Linked DNA regions of Mus musculus: all the other regions are linked to region 1. Evidence: chromatin contacts called from public Micro-C data. All regions are on one chromosome and are shown on one strand. Each heading gives the region's core, a stretch centred on a gene start, on an enhancer-like site or on the middle of the called end of the contact. The rest is flanking DNA. Distances are from core to core; before and after follow the strand shown. Region 1 holds the start of Ngfr (nerve growth factor receptor (TNFR superfamily, member 16)). Region 2 holds the start of Ube2z (ubiquitin-conjugating enzyme E2Z). Region 3 holds the start of Dlx3 (distal-less homeobox 3).

What was found. A called contact is a pair of places that touch in the nucleus more often than the background predicts.
Region 2: a Micro-C map of embryonic stem cells shows a contact between it and region 1, with 2.5 times the contacts expected there. The contact joins the promoter of Ube2z here to the promoter of Ngfr in region 1. A contact is called at or near these places in 2 of 39 promoter capture datasets (embryonic stem cells and pre-B cells) and 2 of 484 Hi-C or Micro-C datasets (the N1E-115 cell line and embryonic stem cells).
Region 3: a contact with region 1 is called in a Micro-C map of embryonic stem cells, with 1.9 times the contacts expected there. The contact joins the promoter of Dlx3 here to the promoter of Ngfr in region 1. A contact is called at or near these places in 9 of 39 promoter capture datasets (the C10 cell line, HPC-7-derived erythroid cells, embryonic stem cells and 5 more), 3 of 484 Hi-C or Micro-C datasets (cortical neurons and embryonic stem cells), 4 of 115 datasets of contacts at active chromatin or transcription factors (embryonic forebrain, embryonic stem cells and stem cell-derived neural progenitor cells) and 1 of 9 other capture datasets (pancreatic islet).

Annotation. Positions count from the first base shown.
Region 1 is chr11:95,585,430-95,589,778 of GRCm38.p6, reverse strand. It overlaps Ngfr (nerve growth factor receptor (TNFR superfamily, member 16)), which reads left to right and starts at 2,081. Exons shown (of 6, transcript NM_033217.3): 1 at 2,081-2,295. The coding sequence starts at 2,221.
Region 2 is chr11:96,063,383-96,067,731 of GRCm38.p6, reverse strand. Ube2z (ubiquitin-conjugating enzyme E2Z) reads left to right here and starts at 2,368. Exons shown (of 7, transcript NM_172300.3): 1 at 2,368-2,780. The coding sequence starts at 2,458.
Region 3 is chr11:95,117,848-95,122,196 of GRCm38.p6, reverse strand. Dlx3 (distal-less homeobox 3) reads right to left here and starts at 2,080. Exons shown (of 3, transcript NM_010055.4): 1 at 1,551-2,080; 2 at 299-489. The coding sequence starts at 1,875.

The DNA of each region.
Region 1 (4,349 bases), core at 832-3,331:
GCCAGCACTCAGCAGTACATCTCGGGCTTGTGCTTCAGCTTAATCATAGAAATACTGCTAAGAATAGTAACAATTGCTGTTTGTAATTGTTGGAGTAAGGCTTAAATGATCAAGACCATGGAAATTATTAATAACCCAGGCCCAGCCATGGTGGTGTGGGTCGTATTAAATTGTGTTGAGATGGATAACCTTGGCAATAATAGTAACTGGGATCATAAATTAATAACGGGAGTATTTAAATTAATGCCACACTGTCGGTAGCCTGGTAGTAAGCAGCTCAATGCTTCTGGAAGTGCTAATGCTCCCCCTTCCTGCCTCCCATGAATTCAGCAGAGAGTAAGGCAGGTCTGTAAAAGCGTTGGGGGAGGGGACATCTTAGAAGTAATCTCTGTCCAGGCGGAAGGACTCCCCAGGGACTTCTGAGGTCCTGCTTTCTGCCTAGACTCTTACATCCAGCCATGGTGGCTCATGAACATGAATTCTCAAAGCCACAGTGATGTCTACCCGTCCTTCCTGGGGACTGTCTGCTGGCCTTTATTGGCTACATAGGATAGGTTTTTTTTTTTTTCCTGCAATTAAGTTTAAGTGACCTAGGAAATCACCTACTCATGAGCAGGCCTGCTTTATAAATGCTCTTGGTCTGTCCCTTGTTTCTATTATTTTGGGACTGTATTTTTTTGAAGAGGAACTGGAGTCCAGACATAGCTAACATCTGGTGCTGGGATAGACTGTCCCCACACAGTTCTGTACCAGGGCCTTCGATGTCTGGGAACCAGAGAAGGGCGGGGCGGTGTTTCTTCTGAAAGACTGACTGCACATTCCTTGGCATACAGGTGGTTTGATGTGCCACGCTTCTAGAGCATGGCCAGTGTGATCCTCAGAAGGCCTACACAGCTCACGGATGAGTCTGTGGATGTTGAATCCATTCAACAGCTCTCCCCTTGAATCCCCTCCATGACTGAACACTTGGGTGGTCAGAGAAGACACTACTGTCCCTGCCCGTAGGAAACTCACAAACTCATGTAATCATGTTTGTGTGTTGTCTGTATACTCTGTGTGTGTGTGTGTGTGTGTGTGTGTGTGTGTGTGTGTGTGTGTGTGCATTTGAGGGCAAAATACAGATGTGGGCTTGTGTGACTACCACTGTGCAGTGCACACATGTGAGTGTGTAGGAGTGTATATGTGAATGTCAGCCTGTGTGCATTGATGTATGTCTGGTCTGTGTTAGGAGCCCTTGTAGGATGAGCAGGTCTATATGAATGCCTGAGGGACGGTATAGGCAGATGTCAGTACGTCAACACACACACGTACAGGTGCACTTGAGAGTGTGTTTGTGTATTCCTGGGGTTTATGTGCACACCTGTGACTCATTCAAGCTCATGAAAGGCTGGAGATAGAGTTCTGTGATACAATGCTTGCTTAGCATGTGTGTGTGTGTGGTCCTAGGTTCTATCATGTGTGTGTGTGTGTGTGTGTGTGTGTGTGTGTGGTCCTAGGTTCTATCATGTGTGTGTGTGTGTATGTGTGTGTGTGTGTAGGAGAGGGGGAGACAGGGACAGAGAGACAGAGACAGAGACAGAGAAACAGTGTCAGACAGATATCCCAAATTATGATATTGGGATAGATTTCACCTTGAAGGCCCCAAGGAACATATCCCTCCACAAGTTGGAACAGAGAGAGAATGGAATAAGGTGTGTATCCAACCATAAAAGGAGGGCAGCCTCATTTTCGGAATAAGGGCTAGGTAGGCAATTAGGCTAAAGATGTTTAAGAGAGTTAACCCCGAGGCAGGCTTCATCAGTAGGAGAGCAATGGCCCCCGTTGGATCCGAAGCATCTTATGCTCAGCATAACCGGAGGTGCCCTGGGTACGTGGGGCAGCCCACTGAGAAGCCACAGCGGGGCACACGGGTGCGGCTCCTCTCACGCCTCACTTGACTGCTCTGGACTCCCCACCCTAGGCAGCCGGGCGGGCGCGGTTCCGGAGGGGTTGGGGGGGGGGGGGAGTTGGGCGGGCTGGGCGGGGAGGAGGCGGGGCTGCTGCATTGCCTTCACCCAGCTGCTCCCGCCCGCTAGCAGCCAGAGCGAGTGGAGCCTCCGCCAGCTCCGGCGGGCAGCGGGCGCTGGAGCGCAGCGCAGCGCAGCTCAGCTCAGCGCGCAGCACCATCGGTCCGCAGAGCGGACTGAGCTAGAAGCTGAGCGCTGTCGCCGGAGGCGAGCAATGAGGAGGGCAGGTGCTGCCTGCAGCGCCATGGACCGGCTGCGCCTGCTGCTGCTGCTGCTGCTGCTTCTAGGGGTAAGTGATTAGTAGGAGGGACCTCCGTTAACCTTTTCAAAGAGCTGAACCCCAAGGGGATGTGGGTGCCACCACCCAGGGAACAGAATAAGACGTTAAGGTCCCAGATGCTGGCAACGGGTGGCGGAGGAGCTGCGGGATCATGACCCACAGGGGCGCTCCTAGCTTCTAGGACTTTCAGAGCGCAGAGGCGACCCAGTCCCAGGATAGAGATGCAGACAGGACTGTTGCAACGACACCCGTTCTTGGTTCTGCTTGCTGCTGCTGGTTCTTGAGCACTACGACGGGTGCGGTGTAGGAGACTGGGAGCAGTCTCGAGTGGGGTGGAGGGAGGTTTGGGAATCTCGGGCGCCTGGGTTCTTTTGACGACAGCGTGTGAATTTTGGGATCCCGAGGGGAGTTTTCTCTTTAGCATCTTAGTCCCTGGGGAGTTGTAGGGCAGAGAGAAGGAAGGGAAAGAGATCGGCACTAAAGATGTGAGGGGCTAGAGACGGAACAATGCGGGAGGCAGCTGGAGGGACTGGAGGCAGAGGGGACCCAGTATGGACAATGGGGACCGGCCAGACAATGGGGGGGAGGGGCATCGAAAGGAGCGATTCGGGAGTGGCAGAGAGGTTGAAGAGAGAGAAGTGGGCTTTATGGAGGGCAGAAAAGAGACAACCACAAAAGAGATAGAGAAATGGAAAGAAGGTGCATACCCTAAAGTGCTCGGGGCCCCGCCTGTCTGTCTACTCAAGGACGATGCGATGAGGACAGCCCAGTCACAGACGTTTCCCGCGTGGGTTCTAGCGCTCTTTCTAGCGGCCTCGCCCAGTCCGGGAATTGCGTCTGGGCATCCCAGGCAGGGAAGAGAGCGCTCACTTCACTATGGCAAATCCGCTTCTAGGGTAGTTCCTTGACAAACCTTTCACGTGGTTTGAAGCAACTCAGTGGACCCGGAGAGACAGAGCCGGGGCATCCCCCTACCCTATTAAACGCCGGCCAGCTCTCGAGATGCGGAGCGCTGGGACTCTCAAGGCTGTGATGGTTCCGGCAGCGCACAGCTAGGGGATGCAAAACCCCAGGCGACCCGCAGGGGGCACTGCGGGCGAGGGATTGCTGTTGGGAGCTGCGTGCGCGCCTTGGGCTGCGCACTGAGTCCCTTCTAAGTTAAGCCGCCACGGGCCCTGAGCCCTCCGTGCTCCTTCCGGTCCAGAACTTAATAGGATCATCATCCCGCCCACACCTGGCCAGGCTTTCGGTGAAAGTCAATGAACGCTTCTCAAATGAGACAGGGGCCACTTGGATGCCTGGGATTCTTGTCGGATTGCTGTTCGGAGACACCAACTCCGGCTAAGGTCATTAGGTCCTCCTTCTATGAACCTGAGTACTCTGGGTATTTCTGACCAGATCTTAAGGAAGGTTGGCAATGAAAGTGACGTCCTCTCCTCACTCTTCCCTCCACCCTTTCCACATCCGAGCACTGTACACCCCCCCCCCCCATCTCCATCTTACTGATAAGGAGGCAGGGACTTCGAAGTTTAAGCAAGTTGGTCACGATCTCAAGCCAGAGTCGTGTGGCTGGATGGTCACCTCGTTCCAGCTCTGAACTCCCTGGGCGCGCGCAGGTGGGGAGGGGGCGGCAGCTGGTTCGCTTCGTTTCACAGTAGGGATATGGGTGACACCATTCCAAAGGATAGGCAGGAGGTGAGATATGGAGGCAAGCGGATGGAAAACCCTTCTCAAGCCCAAACATGGTTCCCTGGAGCTGTCAGTCCTTGTGGCGTCCTCCGGGGACTTGGGAGTGACTGCAAGAGTGTTTGCTAACTAACGCTTCTGGTTAGAGGTGCTTCTTGGTCCTTGTTATGGTTGGCTAGGGAAGAGGGCCTGGGGCGCTGCGTAGTTCTGATCCTGGAGGGGTGAGGGCGTGGCCACTGAACCTTGACAGAACCTTTGGACTTGAGCCCCTATGGCTCTGTTTTCCATCTCTGCTTTCCCCAGGTTATTCAGTTAGAGCCGGTTCTGTGTTCCGCCGCGGACCGAGCCTCTTCCTGCGCCGCTGCGAGAGTTCTGAA
Region 2 (4,349 bases), core at 1,119-3,618, 480 kb before region 1:
ATTTCTTCAGCTAGGCCAGGCGGGGTAGCGCACGCCTTTAATCCCAGCACTTGGGAGGCAGAGGCAGGCAGATTTCTGAGTTCATGGCCAGCCTGGTCTACAGAGTGAGTTCCAGGACAGCCAAGGCTACACAGAGAAACCCTGTCTCAAACAAACAAACAAGGACAGTGTTGTCACTTTTAAAAGTATGGGTGCAGCCCTGTGTTCTAGTGCACACCTTTACTCCCAGCAGTCAGGAAGCAGAGGCAGGCAGATCTGTGAGTTCAAGGCCAGGCTGGTCTACAGAGTGAGTTTCAGGAAAGCCAGAGCTATCTTCCCCCTGTGGCCTTGGCTGTCTTGGAACTAGCTCTGTAGAACAGGCTGGAGCTCAAACTCAGAGAACTGCCAGCCTCTGCCTCCTGATTGCTGGAATTAAAGCCATATGTGTCATCACTGCCCAGCAAAATAATTTTGTTGTTGGTGGTGGTGGTTTTTTGAGACAGGGTTTCTCTGTGTAGCCCTGGCTGTCCTGGAACTCACTTTGTAGACCAGGCTGGCCTCGAACTCAGAAATCTGCCTGCCTCTGCCTCCCGAGTGCTAGAATTAAAGGCGTACGCCACCACGCCCGGTGCAAAATAATTTTTAATAAAGTGTTATTTCATTTTATAAAAAATCAAACCTAAACAAAGATACATCAACAAAACATGGAACCTCTATAAAATAGTATACTAATGAGTTTTATTTCATGTTACAGTCCTAAGATGAACTCTACTAAGCTGAATTCACAAATAATACACAAGCTAGAGCCCTAGGTACATGCATGTGTGTGTGTAGCAAAAAGGACAACATCTGGAACCAGATGCAGCTTTGCCCCCTGCTCTCAGTGTGATCCTATGTGTGTGACTGACCTTCTGTCTGTCTGTTGTCATTCTGTCACAAAAGGCTAATAACAGTCCTTCTATCACAGAGCTGGTGAGAGGAACAAGTAAAATAAAGCAGATAAACAATGTGTAGCCTTAAGCACTCAATTAATGGCAGCTTCAAAACATAATGTATTCACTATTCCCAGACCCCCGCCCCCAGACCATTTGAGAAAACGCACAAATGTCCAGAACGCAGGCTCTTCACTTGTTGGTTTTTGTGTTTTGAGACAGGGTGTCCCTTTGTTGCCCAGATTGCCTTGAACTCAATTTGTGGCCTCAACTATTTATGTACGATAGTTCCCTCATCATTCCTCAACCTCTCTAGTGCTTAGCTTACGAGCTGTGCCACCACAGGAGCCAGGCTTCTTCGGGAGGAAAAGAAGAAGAAAAAAAAAAAAAAACAAGATCCAAAGTGAGGCTCTGGCTGTTTGTTCTAGAATGAATCTTCATAAATGTACTAAAGTTAATATGAATATTTCATTGGGTGTGGTGGCTTATGCCGGTCATCTCAGCACTAAGAAGGCTGAGGTAAGCAGCTACATATTGGAAACCTTGTCTCAAAAACTATTCATACACTTTGCTATAGAGTATCAATGTGTTTGTTTCGGATGTTGTCTCAGACCAGCTGAAAGGGTTGTGTAAATTCTCAGTCATGCGGTACCTCTGGTTTTCCTACAGTTAGCAAACACACACACAGACTCATATTCCTGTCAGTAGAACAAGGTTAAGGTCTTTTCCCCTTAGTCAGAGTTAATTTTCGTATTACAAATCTCAATATAGTTCTAAGAAATTGAGAATTTCAAACCCGTAACTCCAGGATTAGCGGGTAGAAAAGGTACTGAGCTTGGAATCAAGCCTGATGCTTGACTTCTACCAAGCTGTCAACTTCTGTGTCATTATCTCCAGGGCAATGCCTAGCAACAGCTCCTGGCCTTTAGTATGCCCTTCATAAATAAATATCGAATAAACTCAAATGAGGTGGTCTTTTATTCGCACGTTCTGATTCCGTTCTTCCTCTTAGTCCATCCGCAGTCAGGCGACAATAGTAGTCGATGGGGGAGAAGACCAGACATGATACAGCACAGAGCCGTAGGGATGTGAAGGGCCCTAAACTACTCAAGCTCTTCTTTCGATTGCCCTACAGGGAAGGTGGACCTTAGTCCTACCCTAGGATTGAACATCGATGGTCCCTCCCTTTAAAAGAGAAGCTGTGGGTCTCTCCATCTTCTTTGAACTGTCTTCTCCGACATCAACTCTCCCAACATAAAACCTTTAACCATGGAAGGCTACCAGCATCTCCAGCGGGGCGCAGAATCTGCGCTGGCCTGGAGCGCCAGCTAGTCCGCTAGCCCCCGCCCCCCGCTCTGGAGGACCGTGGGTGGACGCTCTGGCAGCACGCCTCTCGCTGGTCCGGGCGGAGGTGGGCGGAGCCAGCGCCACCCGGGCTGGGGAAGCCGAGGGTGGGGACACTCTGGCCCGGCTCTCGGTGGTGCGGGAGCAGCGGCCGCTCTGGTCGGCGGACGTGCTGCTGAGCAGTCCCGGAAGCGAAGCAGCGATGGCGGAGAGTCCGACTGAGGAGGCGGCGACGGCGACGGCTGGCGCCGGGGCGGCGGGCCCAGGGTCGAGTGGTGTTGCCGGTGTGGTCGGCGTTAGCGGGAGCGGCGGCGGGTTCGGGCCGCCTTTTCTGCCGGATGTGTGGGCGGCGGCGGCGGCGGCGGGCGGGGCCGGGGGACCGGGGAGCGGCCTGGCTCCGCTGCCAGGACTCCCGCCCTCGGCCGCTGCCCACGGGGCCGCGCTGCTTAGCCATTGGGACCCCACGCTCAGCTCGGACTGGGACGGCGAGCGAACCGCGCCACAGTGTCTACTTCGGATTAAGCGGTGAGCCGGGGGTTTTTCCTCCCTCACCCCGGAGCTCCAGGGCTCGACCTTCCCCGCCCCCCACCTTTCCCCATCGGGGCTCTCTCCCGCCTCACGTCTTCCAGGCCCAAACCCTGCGGGCCTCTCTACTGACGGGGGCCTTAAGTGTCGCCCTTTCCCTCCCTCCCGCCCTCTCAGCGCCCGGCCCTACAGCCCAAACAGATCCGCGATTGCCCTCGGGCCTACCCCGCCCCTTAGCGACCTCCGGTGAGCCCTGCAGCTCCGTTCCGGATGCCTTATCCCTACCCCCTCCCGTTCACCCGAAACCTGACCCTTTTGCTCTTCTGTAACGCTCGGTCCCGCCCTTCGCACTTCCCCTCTAACCTACCCCACCAGCTTACCTAAAGGCTGCCCTCAGGCCCCACCCATCAGTTCTCCATCTCTTCTGGAGTCCCCGCTTGGAACATCCTCTACCTGCATTGCCCAGTTGCAGACTCGAGTCAGTCTTCCTTTTTACCTTTCCTTACCTCGTTTCCCCACCATATGGCCCTTTCCACGGGTCTAGAGAGCCTCCCTGACTTTCCAGATCATTTCTTGAACCCCCTTTCCAATCACCCCAAAACTGTCCCTCACACCTGTCCCTGAAACTCTGCGTTCCTACCATCTCTCACTATCACTCTGGATTGTAACATCTTAGTCAAGAACTTTTTTCCTATTATTTACCCCCAAGGTTGTCTGGTTTACTTTTGTAAAGCAGATGTACTCCCTTCAAATACAGGAACAAAAGGCCTAGGGCCTGTCTGTGCTTGTGTCTTGGGTGACCGATCTTAGATCGTATCACTTCATAGATAAATATGTTTTGCAAAAGTGCTCACTTAGTATGGTACCAATTGCATGGCAAAAGATAAGACTGTTGAGCTATTAATTTTGAAACTTGTTTCCTGGTGACCAGACTTAGTCTTTTCATCTTAGCCTCTTATCTGGCTATTATCCCAAACATTCCAAGTCCCCTCAGGTGTCTGCCCGGCTACATATTTTCCAAGTTTTTAATAAAAAAAAACTACACCATGCACGTAAAGTACCTGGCACAGTGCCGGACGTAGAACAACTTCACAGTTATTGCCACCCCTAACTTAACTCCTTAGCTGTTTGATTCTCTTAGTCTGGATACAGCTTTGAGTTTGGCCTGGACGAACTTCTTTGTTCGGCTACCCTTCTGTGTCCCCAGACTTCCTCATAATTGACTTCTTCTGAGCCAGTTCTCAACTGATCCATTCTAGTTGATTACTGACCCAGAAGTTTCATTCATCCTAGTTACTAAATGTCATCTTTCAGAGATGAGATTCTGGTTATTTCAGAGGATTCCCTTTTCCTCAAAACAACTATCCTATTAGTTTCCTGGACACACAGGTCATGGTAGACTTGCTCCCGCTGGCTTCATGCTGTCTCCTTACCTTACCAGCAAAGCGAACCCATATGTTTTATGGAGTAAGTTTTGTAGTGAATGGAATGAAGCCCTCCCAATTGAGAAAATCTCTGTGTTCAGTTGTAGTACCTGGGAATCTGGGAGATGGGAAGTAAATGAGTTTT
Region 3 (4,349 bases), core at 831-3,330, 470 kb after region 1:
ACGTTGCTAAGGGTCTTGGGAGCTGGGAGTTCTGGGGTACAGGGGAGGGCATCTCTCTGTGACACGCCATACACAGTTGCAAAAGTTCACAAAGATGCACACTGCACCCTTCTATGCTCCCTACTGTAACCCTTTCTCTGAAAGCTGAGACTCAAGTCACTGGAAGGGCAGGCAAGAGTTCCTGCAGCGAGCTGCCGGGCAGGGGCAGGGCAAAGGGGTGCTTCATGGGCCAGCCAGGCTCAGGGGTACCTAGGGAATCCCAGATCCCTCCTGAGACCCTGGAGCGTTCAGTACCAACCTGTGTTTGTGTGAGGCCCAGCTGTGCAGCTAGCTCGGCGCGCTCAGGCAAGGCCAGATACTGGGCTTTCTGGAAACGGCGCTGCAGGGCAGCCAGCTGATAGCTGGAGTAGATCGTTCGCGGCTTTCGGACCTTTTTGGGCTTGCCGTTCACCATGCGAACCTCGGCTTCCGGCTCCTCTTTCACCGACACTGTAGGGGAAAAACACCAGTTTAGTCTCAGCCTGCGACCACCGCGTTCTCCAAGATTTCCCACCGTCGGACGCCGCACCCTCCGGCCCACTGATCTCCCCGGGACTTCTTGGAGGAGCGTAGTGCCGCCCGCGCCCGGGGAGGAACCGCAGCGACCCAGCCGGACCGGCGGCCGCCCACGACGCGGCGCTCCCAGCTCGGCACCCGGGGCCTCGGAGCGCCGACTCCGGCGCCAGCAACCGACTGGGCGAGGACCGCGCGGCTCGCTCACGACGCCTTCCCGGCTCAGCCACTCTTCTCTGGTGACCCACCTAGCCGCGGTGGCGTCTCCCACTTCTTGTCCCCCCTCCTCCCCATCTCCTTTTAATACGCTTTCTAGTTCAGGATCATTTGTTTCAGGAAAAAATTTGCAAGGACAGTACAAGCGTTTTCTCTGTCTCTTTTCCCTTTCTCTCTGTTTTCTTTTTCTTCCTTCCCTCTTCTTTCCTCCTTTTTCTTTCTTTCCTCCCCGCCCTTTCTTCATTTCCTCTGTTGCTTTCTGCTGTGCGCTTTATCTTACCGCCCCCCCCACATTTCTTTCTCGCCGTCCCCACTTCTCTCTCCGCATCTCTACTTCCCAGTCTCTCCTCCATTTCTGGGACTTCTTTGGGTCTTTCTCCACAAGCCTTTCACTACTCCGGGTTTCCCCTGACGGCATCCAAAAGAAGGGCCCTGGAACCTCCAGTCCTCGCTGACTCCCCTCCAGCTCTCGGCGACCGTCTTTCGTCTCCGGCTCAAGTGCCAGCGGGATGGCAGCATTGAAGGCCCCCATGATCACTCAGAAGGAGCTCCCGGTGGCTCCAGCTGCCCTGGAATCTCCAAGAGACCGCGGCGCACAGTGCGCGCCTCTTCGGAGTGTCGTTCACCCCTCTGGAGGTCATCTAACCCGGTCTCCTCTAATCTCCAACGCTTCCATTTCTTAACCTCGAGTTTCCCTAGATTTCAGCTCCTATTCCCAGACTTCCTCTTGCTTGGGAACCTTAGAGTCCCTCGCACCCTCTCCACAACCCGGGCATCCTCACCTGGGTCCTGGGCAGGCAAAGGCTGCTCCCGGTACGCTCCGTACTGCCTATAGGATCCCCCGTAGGTATATTCCGACTTGGGCGAGTAAGCGCCGGTGCCTGCGAGCCCATTGAGATTGAACTGGTGGTGGTAGGTGTAGGGGTTCACCGTCTGGCCGTAGGGCTGGCCCGAGTAGTAGTCATGCTGAGGAGCGCTGTAATAGCCCAGGTCAGTGACTGTAGATTCGGGCAGGGTGGGCGAGTCCTTGGAGCCCGCATGGCAGCTGAGCGAGCTGGAGATGTCGGTGAGGATGCTGCTGAGCTTGCGATCGAAGGAGCCGCTCATGCTGGCGAGCGCCGCAACACCCCGGGCCTCCTCCGAGGAGCGCCGAACGGGCGGAGGAGCCCAGGTGGGGGTGTGTGTCCAGAGGGCGAGGGCAGGACGCGGTCGCGTCTGGGGGAGGGGGTGGCCGAGGGGCGCTTAGACCATCGCCGGCTGTCGGTCAGTCGCTGCGTGCCTCTCTCCGCGTCCCAAGCCACAGTCAAATGCTGCCAGCTCCGCCCGGCCAGCCGGTTATAGACTCAATGTTGGAGTCGCCGAGGGAGGCTCCTGCGCGCTGATTGGCTGCAAGTCTTGCCTTCGAGGCAAAACACGCTCGCGCTTTCTCACTGGCTCCCCCAACCCTCTCAACCCTCTTTGTTGTTACCCCTAATACACACACACACACACACACACACACACACACACACACACACACTCCCCCCAGCGCCACTGTGTTCCTCCTATGCTCTACCTCCGATAAATCCCCCAAATGTGCGGAGGGGTTGGCTGTGCGGAGCCCCCAGGATCTACTAATCGGTCTGTTTTAGTGGCCAGGGGTGGGCTTAGGTGAGATGAGGAAGGAGGGGAATTTACCCATTGGGTGTTTGTGGAAGGAGGTGGTCCTTAATGATGTATGTGTGGTCTATGCAAATGACAGACAGAAAGTGGCAAAGACCCAGGGTCCATGAAAATATTTTGATCACTTTTAAAATTGGAAAAAAAGGTTGGACTATATAAATATATTATATTTTTGTTTTGTTTTGTTTTGTTTTTTGTTGTTTTTTTTCGAGACAGGGTTTCTCCGTATGGCCCTGGCTTAATATGTTATCTTAATGACACTGCAGATGTGAAATATAAAATTTTAAATTCTGAAGGAAGAGTCTCACCAAGCAAGAACACCTTGGGCCTGCAAGTCCCTACTGGAGCAAGGCTGTATGGATTTAGGGGCTGCTTTAGAAGACAGAGGTACCCCCAGCTATATGTGTGCCCTTTCATGAATGGAAGAGCCACGAGGCAGTCAGTCCCTATGAGGCTGGCTTTCTGTGTTCTTCAGGAAGTCTGGAGGCAGGGTCCACTCAGTCTGGGACAGCTCTTAGGAGCACAGACTTTGTTAGGGGTGAAAGATCTATGTTACATCTTCCGCAAAATACACAAAATACAGTGTGTGCAAGAGTGCCCGTGAGAACCTGTGTGCATGAGAGTGTGTCTCTGTATGTAGTGTGAGGCAGTGGAAGTGTAGGGTCCTGAATGACCGACCTGTGAGCTGGGTATGCCCAAATGTGCATAGATACATGCTCAGATCCATCTATCTCCAATAGACAGGAGCCATGTACTTCACTCAATTTCTTCTGTCCATGGAGGCCCCAATGAAGATGTTTCTCACCTTGGAGCAATCTCCAACCCCCCTAGTCTTGTCTGGCTCTCAAAGTCCAGTTCCCGGGTAATATTTACTGTTCTGGGTGCCAATCTCATTTCTCTATTGCATCTCCACTTCTGCTCCCAAACCTATCCTTGGAGGAAGGAGGCTTCTCCCAATTTTAATTCTTATTTCCCCCTCCATCCCCAGGCCTTCCCTACACACCTCGAACCTTCTATTTCCCCTGCCTTTGCCTAGCCAGGACACAGTGCCAGCGCACCACCTCGTGGTTTTCCGGAGTTCTGCAACTTGCCTTAAGGCTGCATTAAGGAGGAGGTAAGCAGGCAGACAGGAAAGGGGTCTCATTCTGCTTAGATTGTTTAGGGGCCGCAGTCAAATGTTTCGATGTTAAACTCAGACACAGGATGCTGAACCTGGAAAAACGTAGAGTTGGCTGGGCAGAGGACCTAGGTCGGGGAGCAGTGACAGGAGTAGGTGACCGCCTGGCCTGGGCCGCCCCAGGAGGCCGCCGCGTGGGAAAGGTGGGGGCGGGGGCGGGAGAGGGGAACGCTATCTGTCTGTCTATCTGAGCGTCCCCCCAGCTCCTATCGCCCGCCGCTGCGAGCTCGTGGCGGGACGAGTTGCCACCCGCTCTGGATGCCCTCTGTTCTTCTGCCAAGAGGGCGCCCAAGGAGCCCGGGGCGTTGGGGGCAGGAAGGGCATTGGGCTGCCGGTTCCCCTCCCAGGATGCAAGCGGGGGCGGCGGGGAGGGCCTGTTTTGGAGCCCCCAGCTGCCCACAGGGAAGGGACAGCGTCGGGCAAACCCTGTCTCGGGAGTTCGTTCATTCATTCATTTGGAGTAGCAGGTGATTCGGAGACGCCCCAGTCTCTCCTCACCCTACCTGGGCCTGGCTGGGTTGAGCACAGGAGCCTTGGGGTAATAGTGAGTTATTTTAGGGTAATTTCCAAGGTCTGTTGTGCTCTAGAAGCGGACTGAAATCACAACAGTAACGTAAAGAAACATTTAAGGCCGGGCATGGCAGCGTATGCCTTTAACACTAGTACTCGGGAGGCAAAGGGAAGTGGATGTCTGTGTGTTCGAGGCCAACCTGGTCTACAGAGCTAGTTCTAGGATAGCTAA